Regions from separate parts of the Capsicum annuum genome. Here region 2 is linked to region 1. Evidence: chromatin contacts called from public Hi-C data. All regions are on one chromosome and are shown on one strand. Each heading gives the region's core, a stretch centred on a gene start, on an enhancer-like site or on the middle of the called end of the contact. The rest is flanking DNA. Distances are from core to core; before and after follow the strand shown. Region 1 holds the start of LOC107862979 (thaumatin-like protein 1b). Region 2 overlaps LOC107862975 (endonuclease MutS2).

Region 1 (4,382 bases), core at 1,237-3,736:
TATTAATAGGGACTCTTGATGGTTTCACTTTTGATTCGGATGAGGAGGCTGATAATTTGCCACGACAAGCTTCCCAAGGCGACCAGAATGAGAATGTTGATAATCAGACCAATGGGAATGTCAAAGCAAAAACTAAGAAAGCATCGGTAGGCTCTGTTCTTTTTCTTTACCACTAGCAATTGGTTCACTTTCTAGATCATAAATTGAGGTTCAAGCTCGCTGTGCAGGCTATGGAACAAAAGAAGGGCAAGAAGGGAGCGAAGACACCAAAGAAAGTACAAAAGAAACCTCAAGCGCAGAAGAAAAGCAAGAGCAAAAAATAAGATATGACTGTACATCATTTCAATCGTTATGTATTCTCATTGTTTTCTTTTCCCATTTTCGTTCTTTTCTCTTCTGCGTCTGTCTACTCATTCTGGTCATAATTTTTTTAAAGCTAATGAAAGTGTCGTAGGAAACTAGATAATTGCTAGGGGCCACACAATATGCATTATTTGAAAGATTTTCGCATGATGATCCTCCATATTACCATCACTGCGTATGTTGTTGTTGTTGTTGTATTACCATAAAAGTTCTATCCTCTGGGGAGCTTCAATCTCTGAATGTGATATACTTTTCCTTTGTATTTGTCCTGATGCGGGTGAATTTAGAGCTTTGTTTGTTTTTATTCAACGAATCATCTGATTTTCTATACTTTTGTTAGTGTGCAGAATGTGATACTAAATAAATCAAATAAAGAGGCACAATGTTGTAGTACAAGATACTGTCAGATATTGTAAATAAGTTGCCATTTGTATTGGTTTTGCTATAAGTTTCCTCAGGAATGCCCAGCTATTTCTCGAGATAACATTCCTTAACTTTGTCATATATCCAGTCAAATTCTACTCAGTTCTCTTGTTGTACGCCAAATCATATCCTGATTTATGCTGTTTTTAACTTATTTATAGAGATACAAACTGAAATAGCAGTGTAATCAGCACGGGGAAGGGAAGGAGAATGTTTGACGATGAGACCATCCCTGGGAACTTCTCCATTCTACTTTCTTCAATAGGTAGAGTTGTTTCTCCACTGTTGGGTCTCTTCATCCTGTTTCACATTCCAATAGTGGTAGTATAGGGGAAAATTGAAAACATAAGATCTAGTGTTTGGATAATGAGATATGCTTTATACACATTACCCATTCATGGGGCAGAAGATGACTCTGTAGTCGGAAGCCTTGCACGTAAAGGTGCTGGTGCCATCATCATATGCATAGCTATAAGCCCTTGGACAAGCTCTTTTAAAGATGCTGGAATAGAATGATGGACGACAAGTTGTTGGATTGGCAAACTCTCCTGCACAGCAATATTGGTCTAAACCAAAGGCCTCACATGCACTCTTGCATGCTACTACATTTCCTCCTCCATCTCCCCCCACTACTTGAAGTTCTTTCGGACAACCTGTAGATTTTTGGAAAAATATCGGTTAGTTATCTGATTCATGCTTCTAAGCTTATTTGCATCTGATGTTATGGTACTATGGTCGGGCAGTCAATGAGCTGGATAAAAATCATGGAAAATTAAGGGTTCAAATTCTAGTGGAGACAGAAGCTTGGTGATTTATTCACATTTGCCTCAGCGTAGTGGCGCATGCGCATACGTATCAGTGCTTTTGCTTGGTGGAAGGAAGCAACTACATAGGGGGCTTACCCATGTTAATATTGGAAACACAACCAGTGGCATTGCATCCACCATGGACTCCCTGTGGTGTTGCAACGATTGGCAGATTATAACCATCAACGATGCTGACATCGTAGAAATCTTTGGTGTCTCCCGTCCCTAGAGTTATCTCGAAGAGAGAGGCAGGTGGTGTGGCACCAAGGCCATCACATTCAAGCCTACCACCACAGTCACCTGTTTGACAAGAGCCAACACCAGACGCATCAAAAGTGCAGCCAGTTCTTGCCCAAATACGACCTGACCATCCCGCAACACTTGGAATCCTGACACTTTGGCCAGCATTCAATTGAAAACCTGTCGTGGAAAGTTGAGGAGATGAGGAACCAGACAATGTTCCAGGCCATATTGTATACGGGCAATTGTTAGTAATGGTGAAACTGCTGACAAAAGAATGAGAAAACAACGCGCCAAAAAGCAACGAAATTGTAAGCTCTTTCCAGGATGTTATACTGAGCATATTATTATGGTCCTTTACTTTATGGCTAATGTCTTTCTCCTATCCTTCTGGAAAATAGAGCTAGGGTTAAGGGGAAATGTAGAACACAAAAATGAAATAACCTGCCATATTTGTAGGTGGAAAGGAATTTGATATATTTGATACAAAATCCAAAGTGGTAAGTTGTTTAGCTAATTCATCAGCTGCAACACCCTACCTCTGGATTTAGCATTTCCCAATAAAGAGGCAATTCCTTTCTTTAGCAATTTCAAGGATACATGTCTATAGAAACCATACCTAGGTTTTTTATTTATCTTGGAAATGAATCAGTTTTGTTTGTAGTGCGTAAAAAGGTTAAGACCTTATGAAAAGGGTATCTAGATTCCCATAATATATATATATATATATATATATATATATATATATATATATATATGAAATTAGAAAAAGAAACAACATATTAACTAAAAAACGTAATTTAGAAGGAGGTCAAAAAAGGCTACTAAAAGTTAATAGAAAATATAAAGTTTATTATAACGACTTATTAAGTGCAGTAAATTGGGAGATACAAGGTTGTGAGAGAGACTTAGAAAATAGTACTTCAGCCATAAAGTGGCTTAGAGAACGCATTAACAGAAAAGCTTATCAGTTAGGATAATAAATGCCAATTAGATATATTGAGTTTATCCGAGAAATTCAAAGTCAATATTACAGAGAATTTATATATAAACATCAACTTGTAAAAATCCGAAAACAATTTGTAGAAAGATCAGAGCTGTTAAATAAAGAAATAAGAAATATAGAAAAAGATATTTTAAATTTTAAAGAAACAGACGAAATAGTTACCATAGCATCAAATTATTATAAAACAGCTTTAATTAGCGACCAATCTAGGCTAATAGAACATATACAGGAAATAGATTTGGATATAACCTATACAAACAGTAGATTAAAATATCAAACTAAGCTAAGCAAAAAATATCTTAACTTAAACCACTTAGGATAAACAAGATAGCTTCATTAAAACATCTCGATTACCTAGATCTCAGATTCCAACCTGAAAAGAAATACAGAATATTAAAAAATAATTCTACCATAAGGTGTAATTTTAATCAAGGAGAACATATTTTACATTCGGAAGATAAACAATATAATACAATAATAGACTTTCTAATAAATTTAAGCGAAAAAATTCAGGAAAAAGATAATAGTATAATAAGAACTCTAGACCACATAGAAGTTACTCAGAATAAATATAAAAAGACACTAGATAAGATAGAACAAAATTTAGATTATCTTAAGTCTCAAGAAGTAGAAATCGACAGAAAAATTCAGTATTTAAACCATAAGTTTAATTTGAAAAAAATACCTACAAAATTTGAAATCGAAAAACTAATAGCAACTATAATAGAAAAACCTAAAGAATTGGAATTAAAACAACTCAACTAATATCTAAGCTTGTAGAACAGGTAGAAAACATAACAACGGAAATCAAAGACTTACAAGAAATAACAAAAAGATTAGAAGAAATATCACTTTCATGAGCGAATAAGATATAAATTACAATAAAGCACTAGAAAAATCAAAAAATTATCATAGTGACCCTGAAGGACTATCTAGGCATATACCTTCAAGTCAAACAGATAAAATCCTACTAAAACAAAATAACACTATAATAGAATTACTATTAGATTTACACAAAAAGATAGACATCTTAATAAAAGGCAAAGAAACTCAAAAACCTCTCCACAAAGAGCCAGAGTTACCCGAACTACACAAGAAAATAGACATCTTAATAAATAAAGAAACCCAACCAAAAAATAACCTAGAAATAGACGAACTAGTTAACCAATTAAAAAGAATTGAATTAACTCCTAAACAAGAACGAAAAAACATAATACGAAAACCACAAAAATGGACTTTCTATTAAATAGACGGAGAGCCATCGAAAATAATACAGGACAAGGAGAAGAAAGACAAAGAATAAGTTTTTCAGAAAATAGAATAGGAAATAATAATATATTAGCAAGAATATGCAGACGACAACCTAATGCAGAACAGAATCAAGAACTCAACGAGATAATAGATGTAGACAAAGACCTACAAATTTTTCAACAACATCAATTAAAATTACTAAATCCTAAGACACTATATAATGCAGGATATTTTTCGACAGATAACCAGTTATATAGACATTATAGAGAAGAACAAATATCTGCCATAGGAGA
Region 2 (4,530 bases), core at 285-2,784, 120 kb after region 1:
ATATAGATATAGATATAGATTATATATTATAGATATAGATTAGAGATATATGAGTGTGTGTGTATATATATATTATAAAAACTTTCAAGAACTAGTTAACAAAAATAAATCGAGGGGAGTAACTTGCTTTGGCTGGCACGACGACATTGGCAATTAATTAGCAAGTCAGATCGTGGATGTGTTGATTGAAAATTGGTTAGACAAAAGATAAAATATATAAAGTCCATTCACTCTTATTTAATACTGATATAATATGAGTTTTGAGTGACGAACATTATGAGTATTTATCCATGGCTTCTGCTTGTTAATTTTGTCATTACTACTAGAATTAAATTAGTATTCTTACTTTGAAAATGAATGATCATGTATTCGTCAATGACTATATATAAAAACTTTTGTAAAAGTTGATGTTGTTGGAATTTGATTTTCTCATTTTTCGACTCGCAAAGTTATTTATTTTTTGAACTGGTTGAACTATTATACTCTAATTTTTAATTATTTTGTCAGCACTATTCATGAGGAACCTAGTTACATTAATAAAACCGATGCAATGCATGTGAACCACCTATAAGTAAGCTTAAATTTGACACTTAAATAGAGGAGGAAATAAAAACAAAATCTTTATACACATTATAGCATCCAATGAAAATCTTTATATATTAATAGCATTGTCAGCTTGAATAGGAGTATTATGAAGGTGGAAATAGAGAATAGCGACTAGTAATTAGTTTAGGTAGATCGACATCGATTTCATTTAAGAAGATGGAAAGTATAGCTAAAATAAATTTATAAAGGATTACAAAACTGATTGACAAATATTATATAAGCTTTTGTTTTTTGGGACAAAGTAGGACTGAATGAGAAACTACCAATAGTTCCCTATACATTCAACGACTGAATATTATTGCTTGCTTATTACTCCCTCAAGTCCGATATAAATGAATTATTGACACTTATTTTATGTTACAAAATGAATGAATTGTTCTCCCACGCTCTGTGACGGGAAACAGTAGAATTTACAGATTGTTTTACACTACTTATACATTTGGAGTTTTGAACCTTAAATTAACTTAGAGATAGTCATTTGCAAATCGTCACCCTATTTCAAAATGAAAAAAGACATTCTGGATTATGCGTTGGTACCAATAGGCTTGCTCTTCATGGTGACTTACCATTTGTGGCTTCTTCTAGAAATGCTAGTTTTTATATTACCAATACATTAATCGAGATTCGTCCCAGAATGAGGTTCTAGCCGTACAAACGTCAAGGAACAACATAATATAATGGCATCAACACTTGTATAATCTACATCAACCCTAATAATGACAGTTGTATATCAGGCATTTTGGTATATGGACATTCACCAAGTTGAAGTAAAACCGAAGCACTGCATCTGAGGACTTCACACCCTTAGGGTGCAGTTCGAATAGTAAAGGTGGAAATAGGGAATAGCGACTAATAATTAGCTTGATCTCAATTTCATTTAGTAACGAGTAAAGTATGAATTCTATACGTTTCTGCACACAACGAAGTTACTAATAAGCACACACCAGTCAAGGCAACTAGGCAACCTAGTTCAAATAAACTGATAGTAAAACTGTCATCCAGGATCTAGCAGTCTGACTTAATCAATTTGGCAAGCTCAAAAAAGGGCAAGTAAATCTGCACGAGGAGCAATGAAAAGTTCCCCTTAACTTTAGCATCGCCTGCAGAGCAACCTCAAAGAAGTCTCATTTGTCCTGACACACTACCTGCATGTGACACCATGCACTTTAACTGAAAATTATTGGTTGCTTGCTAACATTGGGCACATTTTCTGATGGAAACTTCTCCTCAAGGCCTCCCTTTAAAACGCCAAAACATCGTGAAATGGTGCAGCTGAAAACTGAGTACATCTCCTCATGTGCAGGCTAGATCTCAGTTGTAAAAGTACTAGTCAAATAGCATCAGATGCATCCCCGGTAACTGGTAACTGGATACACGCTCAGGCTATAAAATATGTCGTCTATTGCACTAATTTTATTATATTATTATAAAACGGAATAGTGAGGAAATATACCAATCGGCCATTCTTACTTTGCATTTAGCAAGTTTAACTGTTCCATCATGCCAATTGCAGGTGCTGAGAAGCAGTTTCAAATACCAATCCCAGACTCCCAAGGACACTTCTCACTGCAGGATGGAGGTAAGAAAAACCTATCTGGAACAGGCACCTTTCAGGTCAATACATCTGTTAATTTAAGCTTAAGCTTCATGTTACCAGCTTGTACTAATAGCTCTTCTCTAGAATGATCGACTTTCAGGACTAAAGCTTGCTTGTTAAGCGAAGGAACACGGACAGAATCACCAACATTGGGAAGTTTCCTCCTCTCTGCTGCATAGGCAAAACAGATCATTACCAACAATGGTGGATATCTGATCCATGTAAAATAAAGAAAGTATAATAGATGCTAGCAAACCATTGACAAGAAATAGTGATCATCACATAAAAGAAAGAAAAAAGAAATTATGTTACCTGAAACAGGCAGCCTGGATGTACTGGCAGAGGACACAGCAGGAGTAGCTTCTGAAATTTCACTTTCTTCTTTAGCTTCACACTTCACAGTTGACGAGTGTCCATTAGTTTCCAGTATTTTCTGGGATGGTTGACTACAAATTGCACGATATTGTCGTGCACTCCTTTGAATGGAAGATCGTGCTACTGCTGCTGCATTAGATATTTCTTGTACCTTTCTCCATCTTAGACTGATGTTGTGTTCTTTCAGATTTTTTCTGGCAATAAGCAACTTGTGATGGAGATCTTTAGTGAGCCTAAACCAAATAGGCAGAGAACAAAAACACGTGATGTGAGATTTTCGATAGTTAGTTTACTGCAAGAAAGAAGAGCAAAAGGCTGCCGAGGGGAAAACAATCCTTAAGGAAATGAACTGTGAAATCTTCTGTCATCCAAACTTCTCAAATCATAAATGATCAGCAGAGATCTCAATCAGCTAAAGCTACTACCTTTGTTTCGATTTTATGACATTCTTTCCGTGTTAGGAAGTTTCAACGTTTTATTTATTTTACAAGGAGGAAGTTTGAGGGATGGCCTTGGCTCAGCGGTAAGCTTGCTTACCGTGGTGTGCCAGGGTCGGGGGTTCGAAACGCCCCTCCAGCGAAGCTGGGGTGAGGGCGCGTAGGTCAGGCCCGGAGTGGTCCCCCCCTCCCCGACACCTACGGAGTAGGTATGAACCGGGTCGTCCCTTTTACAAGGAGGAAGTTTAAATCGATATGATGTCTTTTCAATCAAACTAACTTTTCAACCATCATTAAATATTGTTCTTCCACTATCTCTACTGCAATGTGTCAAATTAACATCTTAAGTGCCAACTGCCACATACATCCGATGGCATCGGGTGATGCATTAGTATGAACATGGAACTCCTTATTCCAATCGGGAAACTGAGGGACTGGGGCTGACAACACACACTCATCCACATGCTTAAAGGATTAATACTGTTCTGGCTCCAACTGTTATTTGTTCTGCAATCAAATACGTCATATGTAATAAGATGGCGAGAAAGTGAAATGAAGAAGCAACTCCCTGTTAAAACAAATTTCCTATTACAAAATGGGTGTTTTCCATTTACCTCTACGTGCATGTAATTCAACTAGCAAGGGAACAGAAATCCACTTAGTGCAAGTTAAGGGTCAAGGTGGGATCATCATCCTGTCCTTCCCTTTCACCTTTTCTGCATCTGCCAAAAGGATATCCTATAAAAGGAAAAGGGAAGGATGAGGGCTGGAGGGATAGATGTTTTTTCCTCCCTTCTGGAAGCATTTACCCTCTCTTTGTTGTTTGGTTTCTCAGGTGGAAAGGAGAGGAGATTATTTATCTTGTGGACAAAAGTTGAAGGGATTCAATAATATTAACAGATGACAAACACCCTCATTTTTACTTGCTACTTATGTCATGCAAGTACACAACCTCTTTCTCTTTCTAATCCTCAATGGTATGAAATAAGAATGCAACGCACTAAGTTTACCCATCCATTGATGCATTGAAGGATATGAATCTATGATTAGTGGAGCAAAGGCAAACCTAACATTCGAGCTTATAAGAGCCACTTGCTCACAAACCGAAAAGGAAAGCCACTTGCTCACAAACCGAACAGGAAAGCCATACTTTCCAACAACGGACACAATTCATTTACTTTCCTTAGCTTTCTATGTTTCTCATCCTTAACTCTGTCTTATTTCATTTCGAGATGGTGAAACTAAAAAAAAAAAAAGGGGGGGGGGGGGGGGGGGGGGGGGGGGCAGCCCCGCACACTAAAGCTCCCACAGGGTCCGGGGAAGGGCCCCACCACAAGGATGTATGTATTGTACATAGCCTTACCTTGCATTTCGAGATGGTGAAACTAAGAGAATGTAAAATACAACAGAGCATTTCTGGTAATTTCTTTTATGAACAGCATTTCTGGTAATAGCATTGATTAGAACTGCTTTCACAAAAATTTTCAGCCAGATCAGCATATCTGACATAGATCA

What was found. Hi-C and Micro-C count contacts between places; a contact is called where the count stands out from the background.
Region 2: a contact with region 1 is called in a Hi-C map of leaf, with 2.2 times the contacts expected there. The contact joins the enhancer-like site here to the promoter of LOC107862979 in region 1. A contact is called at or near these places in 2 of 5 Hi-C or Micro-C datasets (leaf and placenta).

The regions. Positions count from the first base shown.
Region 1 is chr3:233,968,025-233,972,406 of UCD10Xv1.1, forward strand. LOC107862979 (thaumatin-like protein 1b) reads right to left here and starts at 2,487. Exons shown (of 4, transcript XM_016708711.2): 1 at 2,277-2,487; 2 at 1,689-2,012; 3 at 1,178-1,439; 4 at 774-1,086. The coding sequence starts at 2,283. The coding sequence ends at 942. It overlaps LOC107862978 (DNA-binding protein BIN4), which reads left to right. Exons shown (of 13, transcript XM_016708709.2): 12 at 10-146; 13 at 228-625. The coding sequence ends at 323.
Region 2 is chr3:234,090,542-234,095,071 of UCD10Xv1.1, forward strand. It overlaps LOC107862975 (endonuclease MutS2), which reads right to left. Exons shown (of 19, transcript XM_047408681.1): 18 at 2,516-2,811; 19 at 1,450-2,374. The coding sequence ends at 2,217. Among protein-coding and RNA genes, the nearest start is that of LOC107862975, 24 kb to the right of the region's middle. Within about 2 kb of position 1,535, at least 4 of the 5 cell types and tissues checked have an H3K27ac peak or open chromatin away from gene starts, as enhancers often do. A contact at or near this core is called in leaf, where this site is marked.